Regions from separate parts of the Zea mays genome. Here all the other regions are linked to region 1. The links are chromatin contacts, called in public Hi-C maps. All regions are on one chromosome and are shown on one strand. Each heading gives the region's core, a stretch centred on a gene start, on an enhancer-like site or on the middle of the called end of the contact. The rest is flanking DNA. Distances are from core to core; before and after follow the strand shown.

What was found. Hi-C and Micro-C count contacts between places; a contact is called where the count stands out from the background.
Region 2: a Hi-C map of leaf shows a contact between it and region 1, with 3 times the contacts expected there. The contact joins two enhancer-like sites. A contact is called at or near these places in 2 of 25 Hi-C or Micro-C datasets (leaf and tassel).
Region 3: a Hi-C map of tassel shows a contact between it and region 1, with 2.7 times the contacts expected there. The contact joins two enhancer-like sites. A contact is called at or near these places in 2 of 25 Hi-C or Micro-C datasets (leaf and tassel).

The regions. Positions count from the first base shown.
Region 1 is chr3:50,539,954-50,543,906 of Zm-B73-REFERENCE-NAM-5.0, forward strand. No RefSeq gene overlaps it. Among protein-coding and RNA genes, the nearest start is that of LOC103650065, 17 kb to the left of the region's middle. Within about 2 kb of position 1,703, at least 19 of the 20 cell types and tissues checked have an H3K27ac peak or open chromatin away from gene starts, as enhancers often do. A contact at or near this core is called in leaf and tassel, where this site is marked.
Region 2 is chr3:50,731,909-50,735,861 of Zm-B73-REFERENCE-NAM-5.0, forward strand. No RefSeq gene overlaps it. Among protein-coding and RNA genes, the nearest start is that of LOC109944812, 53 kb to the right of the region's middle. Within about 2 kb of position 1,848, at least 17 of the 20 cell types and tissues checked have an H3K27ac peak or open chromatin away from gene starts, as enhancers often do. A contact at or near this core is called in leaf and tassel, where this site is marked.
Region 3 is chr3:50,715,260-50,719,212 of Zm-B73-REFERENCE-NAM-5.0, forward strand. No RefSeq gene overlaps it. Among protein-coding and RNA genes, the nearest start is that of LOC109944812, 70 kb to the right of the region's middle. Within about 2 kb of position 1,767, at least 6 of the 20 cell types and tissues checked have an H3K27ac peak or open chromatin away from gene starts, as enhancers often do. A contact at or near this core is called in tassel, where this site is marked.

The DNA.
Region 1 (3,953 bases), core at 453-2,952:
TGTTCTGAAGAGGTTTTCCAGCCGTGTTTAGGAGTGTTGAGGCTACCCCTAATTACGGTCCCCGACAATTACGTTACCAATATGTGAACCAAACGGCACCTTATTTGCTTCCTTGATCGGGGATGCAATTGATGGTTGCCGGTGAATGCAACAACATGGGCCTTACGGTTTCTGCGCACAATGACAATACACAGCAACAACCTTTTCTCCGATCCTGTTTTTTAGACGCATCAAACATCACCGAGTAGAAATCAGTGACTGAAGTCAACTCTGCCTCTTGGCAGGCACTTTTGCAAATGAATCGGTGCCACCACCGACCGACGATGGCATGCAAATAGTCTCGGTCTCAAAGACACCAAATAGTAGATCCAAACAGTAACGATGGCGCGTCGAACTTGCAGGCCGATTAAAACGATAGATTTTTTTTGAATCTTATGTTTGGCTCTGATACAACTTGCTATCAAATAATACGAATATAAATCAAACATGAGGCACATAATTAAGTGAAAAATTGCAGCGGTAAAAAACCATGTGCGTGCATCGGTGAGGAGAGTTTATAGAACAAAGAATAAAATGAATTATCTCTTCCCGCGTGACCTACAAAATGTCTATATATATACAATTGATAGACTACAGGTCAATACAAAAATAAATCCGCTAATAATGATATGATACAAGTTGAACCGCGGGCGCTTCAAACGTCCCTACGAGACTCACGTCAGTCCTGAACTCGCCTGACTTTTAAGTCCAACTGCGGACACACATGCTCATTTTTTGAATCTGTGTGCCTCTAGTTTAGCACTGTTTGTTCAGTTTTGAGGTCGGCTCCAATTCTCTCCGTCTCTCTTGGATTTCTTCAGTCTTGTTTTCGGACGTGCAGGTGCTGCAATAACCAAAGAGCGGGGCGGGCGACCAGCCCCGTGCGCAGACGATACCCACCTCGGTATTTTTTTAAAGGCGGTGGCGCAGAAGATATATTTGTAGTGTAATGTTAACGATGTTGATGCCGACGCCAATTAAACCAATCATCACCTACTTGATACCCCAGTTTGGTCAATGACGTTCTGCTCGTGCAGTCCACACACGAAATCTCTCTATATACATTTTCTTCAGAGATTGACGAGACCCCAGGAGCAGTGGACTAAATTAAAGCTGACGCGATCGGCGATCATTAGGTACGTGACGACGCGCGTCGTATGAGCGGCGGCAACTCAGGGGTGCAGGGACGGCCAGCGGGCGGCGTCGTGGCTTGTGCGCCGCCGCGCACATACAACGTGACGTGACCGACCGTCGACGAGCAGTCTCATGCACCGATCAAGAGTCCAACAACACGCATCCAGTCGTCCACCGATAACAATTCCAAGTTGAATCGAACGTGCGCGCGCGGCAACACAGAAAGGGAGGCCGCCTTTTGATTAATTTGGAGCAGGAGCAAAACGGCGAAATCGTGCGTGTGTGCGATTTTAAATAGAGACCCTCGCGTCGCGTCGGCTTCGTACAGTGGGGATGCACCGGAAACCGCTCTTTTCCGAAGCGAACCACCGTCCGGACCGGAACTGACCTAACCCTGCAACCTGCATCGCATCGCATCATCCCTTGCGCACCATGGCAATTGCACGCGTTCTTCTTTATAGATAGACTATACTATATATTATATAGTATAGCACAGGCCAGGACGGCAGCACACGCGGTTCGGTGCCGATGACAATGGGTCCGGAAAAGCATGGTGGGCCCGCGTGCCATGGTGGGCGGGATCCATGTGAGTGGCGCCCCCTTTTTCGCTTTCATCAAAGGGATGGAAACAAGGACGCCGGAGCGCAAAAGTGGTCCGTCAGTGCGTGCGTGCGTGCATGCGAGAGAGGCCACTGGCGAAGCAGCAGCCGCCGCACATGCTGATGCTGAACGTGGAAATGCTTCGCGGCGTCAGGGCTTGCAACAGATGACCAGTCACGCACACGCACCCAAGCCAAACCCAACAATCAGGATAAGCTGCTTATCTTTACCTGCTCTTCCACTAGCCGCCCCATAGTGTGTAGCCGTTTTCCCAACTTCCCCCAAAGGATGTCCCGCCCTTGTTCGGTTGGTTGCATTGCACCTAGATTAGTGGGGATTGAAGGGATTAAGGGTATGGTTGGTTCGTTGCTAACTATACCACACTTTGCCTAAGATTAATTGTTTAAATTGAAAACTAATCTTAGATAGAAAAATTAGGCAAAGTGTGACAAGTTAGACAGTGAATCAAACATACCCTAAATCTAATTTTGGGGGCCTTACTCTTCCAAAGGTCCTCAAAAACACAACTAACATATTTTCCAGTATAGTATACTGTCACAGGAAGCTTCGGTTTTGGAATAAAGGTGTGCATGGTATAAAAGGCGTGATTTGGAAGAAGGATGAACCAGCTCCGAAGCTGTGGCCGGAGAAGCTTCGGTTTAGCACAAGGACGGTGGTGGAGGATGAAACCGACCTAAAGGGAAAAAGACTGCTTGGTCCTCGACAGCTTGCCTTTTGGCTAACAGTAAATATCAGGGACATGAATGTAATTTTTCCTAGACTACGTTCTGTGCCTATAAATAGATGAACAGTAACACCGTACTGTTCACGCTGACTTGTAACCATTCCTACGTCACTTCCGCTCTTTTACATTCTGTCAAGCCGAAGGTACAAATGTACTATAATTACTATTAATGCTTATCCATGTTTATGAAATAAAGAGATGAATAATCTAATGATTTGGAATAATTGCTTATATTCTTTTTGTGTTTCGTACGCCTTTATTCCTGTCTTCTCTCACTAAAATGACGAAGGTATGTCCTTCGTCTAGAGATCATTATATCCTAAGGGAAATAATGCTTCGAAAGACGAAGGTCCCTAATCAATAACAATTGTGTTGCTTTGTTCTTGGTGTATAACATCTGAGAACAAGGACAAACATTGGCGCCCACCTCCGGTGAACTCATCCGACCACCTTCGGCTAGCATCGACCTTCGTCATGCTGCCGAAGAAGACAGCTGGGCCAGGGGCTGCACTGCAGCCACTGGATGTTAATCAGGGATGCTACGCGAAGCTAGGAGCCAGAAGAGAAAGGCTCTCAGCCCAACACCTCAGGAGGAGCAACTATACCAAGAGATCAGGGACCTCAAAGCTATCCATCAACAGGTTCAAAAGAAGAAAGAGAAAATGCTTCGGCTCACCGATCTCCAGAGAAAAATTGATGAAGCTGCCGATGAAATGCTCCATCTCACCGAGGAGGACCAAGACCGAAGGCCCCATCACAAGGAGCTTCGTCAAGAGAATTCATACAACGATGATGAATGATATGGTGATTTTCATCATGGCAATTTTGCTTTCGATGATGCTTCTCCTTTGGCAGCAGAGTTGCAAGCTACCCCATGACCCTCATCATACAAACCACCTCAGCTTCCTATGTATGATGGGCATTCAGACCCCAAGCAATTCCTGATGAGCTACGAAGCAACCATATCTTCATATGGGGGCAATACTGCAGTCATGGCGAAATCTTTCGTCATGGCAGTCAAAAGCGTAGCACAAACTTGGTACTCTTCTCTCCGGCCAGGGACAATCACATCATGGCAAAAGCTCAAGGATATGCTAATCACTAGCTTTCAAGGCTTTCAGACGAAGCCAGTCACTGCTCAGGCTTTGTTTTAGTGCACGCAGGACCATGAGGAGTATCTTCAGGCGTATGTCCAAAGGTTCCTGCGTTTAAGAGCACAAGCGCCTACAGTGCCCAATGAAATTGTCATTGAGGCCATGATCAAGGGGCTTCGACTAGGACCTACGGCTCAATATTTTGCTAGGAAGCCCCCACAAACCTTGGAGAAGCTTCTTCAAAAGATGGATGAGTATATCCGGGCCGACAATGATTTCCGCCAAAGAAGGGAAGAAGCATATAAGTTTTCTAAGATGACCAGGGGCTTCGGAGGAAGAAT
Region 2 (3,953 bases), core at 598-3,097, 190 kb after region 1:
CTCACTATACAATTTAATCGCTCAACGTGAGTCCAAAAGCTCAACACATCATAAATATATAGAGCCATACAAAAATACAAAACATAACCTTCATATGCATTTTTTTAAAATTTCTGCTAATTATCTACTACGAGAAATAAAGCAGAAAAATAGTATTATAATTAATGCGTAAGCATAAGCGGATCAGGTGCCGTGAAGGCATTTTTCCATATTCAAGTATGTGTTTTTTACTAATTATTTACTACGAGAAATAATTAATTAAAGTAGAAAAAATGCTTAAATAGCCATTTGCATGAGATGCTAACCGTTTATTAGTTGCTGCTCTTTTTTTTCTTTTTAGCTACACGTAATAGCATTTAACCAGGCGAGATAATAAGATTGCATGCAGGCTGTAGTCATGCACACAACAACTAAGGGAGCATACGGCTAAGCCGCTAAGGCCCACTCGTTCCAAGCCACTTAATTAAAATCTCTAACCATCGCATGCATACTTTTATTTCACTTTTTAATCCGTGAAAAACAACAACACTTGCGCCCAACTACCGCATGCACTCGGCTCTAATCACGGATCGCATACCAGCACTGCAATTGCAGGTTCTTCTCCAACGAACAAGCAGATCCAATGTAATTAGAAGGACATGCCATTCGATTGTGTAGAGGAATCGAAGCCTGTTATGTACGACAGTTCGGCTAGGCCGGAGACCTACCGGATTGACGGAGAGTTGATACAGATCCAATCCCGCAGCAACGTCGAGGTAGAGCGTGCTGATAACGTGTTGAGAACTACGTTACCACAGATCACCAGATCCGCTCCCTTCCCTCCCGTCAGCAGTAGAGGCGCGAGAAGCTGTAGAGAACCCGTCCCCCTTTTCAGAAGCACGACAGAGTAACACACGAGACACATGATATAGGGTTGGGCCTCTGTCCTCTTTCTCTTCTCTGTATTATTAGGGGGGTACAGGTTCCTTATATAAAGATGTGAGACCCCTAGAGGGCAAAACAGTTATTTGCCCACATAACCCTAACTAGGGTTACTTAACACATACATGCCAGCCGCATGCAGGCACGCCGGTACATGAAATGCTATTTTGGTTTGTTTTTTCATTAATAACTATTAATTAAGAGATTTAATCACCAAACTAATTTTATATTTATGTTTTTAAATTTATACTATATAATATTTGAAAATTTATTTATGGACTCTTGTCTAATACACTCAGTACAAGCAATCAAATAAAGTCTATAATTAGTCTGCATGAGTTCATGTAAATTAACAACCAAACAAGTGTGTCTTGTATAAGTTTAACTCGGTGTTGTTTATCCTGGCTCGGCTCAGGCTAGCCTAGTACATCAACCAATCAGACCGTATAGTCCATCCAGCATCGATTATTTTGTATAGAGAAGAAATGGGTGGGGGGTGTTTGTGTGTTCGGGCTGATTGGTTATCTGGACGAGCGCACCCACGCTCGCCCGATCTAGACTGACCGAAAACGAGTATTTTTGGCGTATGAGTGGATACAACCAAAAGACCTCAAAATAATTTATTTTGCATCCACTCATGCAGCTCATGTTCAAGATATACAGACAATCAAATAAATGTTTAGATAAAGTCAATATACCCTGAATCGAATTTGGAGAAGAGGATCCGGAGTATGCCAGGCCATGCCAGCCTCGGCAATTGTCCTTTTAACGCACGCGCATGCGCTCACTTGTTACAAAGCCATTCTGGGCCGGACGTGCGCACGCTGGGCCGACAGACGCTGAGAGACTTCCTGGTGTCGGAGCGTGTAGACGCTATAGTTGGGACGAGGCTCGATGGAGTGGACGGAAAGCACGGCATCTGCCCAAGAATGAATACGGCCCGCTGGAGACACATACACAGATACACTTGGGCCCTGTCTGTCGGCCTCGGCTCTGCGGCCAGTCTCTTTCCCGGCCCATTTTACGGCCCAAAATTTACGTAGTAACCCACAGTTCCATCGAAAAAGATAATTCACGCCACTTCCTCCCTCCTACACGGAGCAAGATGGTTCACAGAAAAGCAAATTCTGCTACAAATAATTAACCGAGAAAAAGAATCACAATCTACGTTTTACCAAGGTGAATCCTTCCTTCATAATGCATATAATGTTTGTTCACAAGGACACGTGGACCACCACCAGTACTATTCAAATTAAATAGCGGGGGAAAGGGGGTTTGGGAGGCCGCCAATAGATTTCGTGTGTTCGAGTTTTTTTTTCTTTCTTTTTTTTTACTCAAATTTATGTAGTTTGTTCGAGATGCTCTAAGATAATCAATTATGTCAGCATGATTAAAAAAACAAAAGAGCTTTTGTCGAATAGTCACAGAAAAGAAATTACATAGACGTGACACTCAAACAAAAAAACCAATGAAATCTTTCGAAGACACGTGCATGTGTTGGCTATGCATAGCCTATTTGTAAAGTCTCCCATCCATATCTTTGTTACACTCCACTAGTCTATCAACAGGCATTGTGAGTAGCCTCTTCCGTGTGACTAGCCATATCGGTAATAAAGAGTTGATATTGAAAGTCAGTACAGCTAGCGTGCTCAAAAAATGTCTTATCAGACATCATTTTATATTTACTAGGATATCAGCCGACCTGCAATAAATTGAAGATAATGCTATTGTTTACTCTTGATAGATACGGCTTTGCAAAGCTATAAATATACGGTAACAACAGTAAGGTCTATAAGCATATATATGCATCGATATATATAGATACACTACCGAAAACAACTTTGCCGAGTGTCTAAAGCCTAAAAAACACTCAGCGAAAACTTTGCCGAGTGTGAAGCTCAGCGAACTATACATCGGCAACGACTTCTTTACCGGGTACTTTTTATCGGACACTCGGCAAAGTCACTCTGTACTCGGCAAAGAAAAGTCGCTGTGACGGCGACCGATAACGGCAACAAAACCTTTGCCGAGCGTACACTATACTGACACTCGGCAAAGAGTATCCCTTTGCCGAGCGTATTAGGTAACACTCAGCAAAGAGTTTTCCTCTTTGCCGAGTGTCCGCCGGACTAGCACTCGATAATGAGATCGCCACCAGGCCCCTTTGTCAGTTCCTTTGCCGAGAGCATTAGAAGGAACTCGGCAAAAGTTGCTTCTTTGCTGAGTGTTGTGGTCTTCGCACTCGGCAAAGATGTTGTACCGGTGCCCAGGTATGCCTTCTTTGACGAGTGCTATGACCCAGACACTCGGCAAAGTACCTCTTTGTCGAGTGTTACACTCAGCAAAGCGACCAATACACCTCTTTTTATTTGTTTTTGCTATTCCATCCAAACAAACAAAATATATATCACATATACATCATAGATATCACATACATAATAGAGACCACATATTTCACAAAAAAACATATCTCACAAGGTTTTCACAAACATGTCTATGTTCATACCAAGATTCATCAACATAAGTATCACACAACTCTAAAACATAAGTTTTTCACAAACATAAGTTCACAAGTTTATCACACAAGCTAAGAGAAGATGATTAGCGCAGTGGCCGGCTGGACTGGTGCGGCGATGGGCTGGGCGATCCAAAAGGGTTGTTGGATGCCACCCTAGATTGTCCTTGCACAGAGAAGAGATTGCATGTGTTATACCAGTTAAATATATATCATGCAGGACTAGAATTTTGATACTCACATGAGTATGGAACTGAGCAGGGTCAACTGGAGGAAACAATAGAGGTGGTGGATCAAAACCCTGTGCGGCGCCAAGGCTCTACATGTACTGGAACATCTCCGCCATACTCTGCTGATCTGCCAAGCATGTCTCCTGCTCCTCCATCATCCTTGCCTCCATCTCCTGTCGTTCCCTCCTCTCTTCTAGCTGGGCCTATAATATTCCAACCCAATGTTATAATAACTCAAAGAGAAAGTATATAACTCAAGGAACGACGAGTTACATAAGCACTAACCT
Region 3 (3,953 bases), core at 517-3,016, 180 kb after region 1:
TGGACTATTTGTGAATTGTGCAATTGTGGTTTTAATGTTTCTGTTATTTTATTGTGATTATGTTGATGAATTTGCTGTTATTTTTGTATTTTCTCTGAAATTAGTAATTTTCGGCGGCCTCAGTGGCCGCCGAAAATAAAAAATACTATTTTCGGCAGACCATTATTTTCGGCGTCTAGGGGCCGGGCTGTCGAAAATAAGTTGTTTTCGGCGACCACACGACATCCACCGAAAGTCAACCCTTATTTTCGGTGGTTGTTCTGGCTGCCGCGGAAAATAAGCTATTTTCGGCGGCTGGTCTCTGGCCGCCGAAAATAAAGGCTTATTTTTGGCTGATTTTTTCTGCCGGTCTGAAACCGCCGAAAATAAGCATAAGACCACCGAAAATAGCTTATTTTCGGCGGCAAAGGCCTTATTTTCGGCGGTTCCTGGCCGCCGAAAATGACTGTAGCTCCCGTAGTGTGATCGACTCACCCCGTACCCGTATCGACGAGTGTCGGTCGGCTCCCGGCTCGCGGCTGCGACCGTGGGCGGGGGCAGCAGGTTGGGGAGGAAGAACAGCGAAGGCCGGGAAGACGAACGGGACGTCCGACAACGGCGAAAACGATGATGCGCGCATGATGTGAAATGTCCTCGTGGACGTGCAATAGCCACTACACGAGTCAGTGTCGGGGCTGGTGTCGGACGAATACGGGAAGGAGGCGCCTGCTCCTACGCCCTCTGCCGAGAATGGGGTGGCGCCAAGGTGGAACCATGAGGGGAGAGAGAAAAGAAGTATAATGGCGAACAAGCTGGTGGCAACTGAGGTGATGACCATCATTATCGTGTGGAGGTATAGATGGCCAAATGGGTCGTGTCTGGCGAGTCGGCCCGAGGCACGACCTATTTAATAGTGCCTGGACCAACTCGGCACGAGCGTCGTCCGGTGCTTGGGTCGTAGCCTCGGTCCGTAGTGCTGCCTGGCCCAGCACGATTATTTTTTTATATTACAAAAAAAATTATATATACATATGTACAATTTATATTCAATATTATAAATACTTGAGCATAATGTTTTACTAGTTAGATAGTTTCGCCCTAGTGTCACACACCCTTCTTCCATTAAGGCGTGGGTTCAAACTCGACCTTCTGCACCCTTTTTAATATTTTACACTGAATTGATTTGGAAGAAATGTAGGAACTTTTTTTATAAAAAATGACACGTACCGACCGTTGAAATTGGTACTTTAAGTATAGTAAAGAAGTAGAGATTTGGCATCTATCTAGCAGGAGTAGAGTCCACAAATGAAAGCTGGCAGCACATACGACATATAGGTGAGTCTACAAATTTTTAAGGTCTCCCGGCCGGTCTTTGCGTCGTCACCATATAATTCTCTCATCCACGCTTTCAGGATTATAAGTCCACATATTAAAGTTTAGCAGCAACAAGAGTACCGTTACTGCCGAACGTTTTGAATAACGTCATGTTTAAAACCCCTAATAAAGTTAATAGTTAGCCAACTAATAAATTATTAGCTAGATAGCTAACAAACTAATAATAATTATTAATGAAAAAAAATTAGCATCTAACTATTAGCTCTAGAGGTGTTTTAAACTTTTAAAACTAATTTTAACAGCTAACTATTCTAAATGAAACCTAAACCAAGTGAATCGCCAGTATACTTGTCATTTTCGTCTCAATCCATTCGGGTGGCGTTTTGATTGATTGATGCATGCATGCATGATGCACATCATCCGATCAGAGGCTGTTGGTGGTTGCATTGGCACATGGCAGCACTGTCTACGCGTCCCATTCACTGCTGAATGTACTTCCTTTCACTACTGTGGACGGAATAGATGTATTCCTAATAATCTGACTGAAGGAGTAAGGGCATGTTTGTTTTAGCTTATAGATTATATAATCTGTATTATAATCTAAATTATATAATCCAGATTATAATCTAGATATATTATAATCTATATGTAGTTGTTTGGTAGTTTAGATTATACAAATGTAGATTATTCACAAAGACAACAATACCCTTATTGTTTATTTAAGGTGAGAAAAGAAGGATGGCATATATTGTAATTTCTATTTACATTCCCATGGGTAGTGGGTCTTTTGCCAAAATAATCTCAAATAAGCTAGTCTTGAGGAGATTATGAGATTATCATAATCTAGAGTTTAGATTATATAATCTGAACCTATAACCTATATCTTTGTTTACCTAGTGGATTATTTGCACTGGATTATATAATCTGGAGAGATTATAATCTGAAACAAACAGGGTCTAAGACTAGCAACACCATGACGGTTACTTACCGAGCACCAGAACTTCCCCTGCTGACCTGCATCGATTTACTTGTTTGGTAGAGCTATTCTCTATAATTCTCTAGCTCCGAGAGCTGATTCTAAATAACTCTCAAGTAGAAGTGAATCTAGTTGACGAAAACCGTCTGATAAATTGTGTGTGAAGTGATTCCTGAGGAATTGGAGTGTGGGAAGCAGGTTGAGAGCAGCGAGAAGCATGTTTTTTTTTCTTCTAATCTGTAGTATAAAATGAAGACTAAATTCATTTCACTCTCACTATGAAGCAATTCAGTTCTTATCCGTTTAACTTTTTAGAAGTGATTCTCACTAGAAGCAGAGTTATGGGAGCTCTAGCAAACGCCCCCTGAATCATCCTATTGCAAGCATGTGCGATGAGACATGCAGCTACACTACATGTGGCACCTCGCAAATAGTTTGTCTCAAACAACGTATTCCATTGTAGTACTATTAGTTAGTGAAATTAGAAGACGACGTATGGCACACTTGCATTGCTTCGATTAAGAACAACTCATCAGAACCTCACTTGACTAGAGCGAGTTCTCATCACCTGTCCTTGATCTCTCACACATAGAGTATGCATCAAGCTTCATTAGCAAGCAAAAAAACAATCAAAGTGGTGTATGTGTGAGAACGCTAGATTAATAGCGTGAGCGTCGTGCGTGTCATTTTCGTGCATGGATTAGTTTGTCGTCTCGGACCCGTGCTTTCTTCGTTTCCCGCCGGACCTGCCGGCTCAGGATCCTTCACAGGTCATCCTTGTGGGAGAGTGCGTGGACCTGAATGGTCACAAGTTAAAAGCTAATTATTCCCACTCGAGTTCAGCAAGGGCTGAATGCAGTCTCCGGCAGCTTATTTATTCTCATACTTATATTTAAATTCCACTCTACGAACACTCTGAAAACAGTGTACACTACAAAATAATGTTTTAACTAACTGCCTCCTCAACAAAACACCACTCCTCAAAGCCATTGCTCCAGCAAACGGCAACCGGCATCACCCACTGCTCTCAACGCTACCACGCACAAAAGAGCTGGTCGCCCACCAAGAAACAATGTTCCCAAGCCAATCCAGCGCAAGAGCAGTCGGCTGGCGGCAAAAGCTAACGGAAATTTCGTGGATATGACTAATAAGGCGGTCAGGTTGAAGGAACTGAGGGATACCCTACAAGGCTGCTCTACAGCGGTGAAGGGGGAAGTCCAGAAAAAAGGTTTGCTCAGTCGTTCAATGGCGCCGATCTCCATACCAGCTCTTCGCAGGCTTGTTCGCGCGGCAGGATTGGGGTGCTCAGCTGCGAATGCTGTTGGGGTGGTGCCGCTCGCCAAGGAATGATAGTCTGCACCTTTGTTGCTCATGGTGCAGTGGGCACGTCAGTCTGCACCTCTCTGTGTGTCCCGTGGGGGTCTGTATTCGGTTCTTTTGTGTTCAGCCTGCTCTGTGCGTTCACCGGGCTTTGCTTCTCAGTTGTCCCAGTGTCTGTGTGCTTTAGCATGATGGTGTCTGTGTGTTCTAAAAATGAGTAGCGTCAAGAGTCTGTCTGTGTTGTCGTGGAATGTTCGTGGTCTTGGCGACTCGGAAAAATGTGAACTTGTTCGTGCAGCTATTGCCTCTTTGTCTCCCACTGTAGCGTGCCTACAGGAAACCA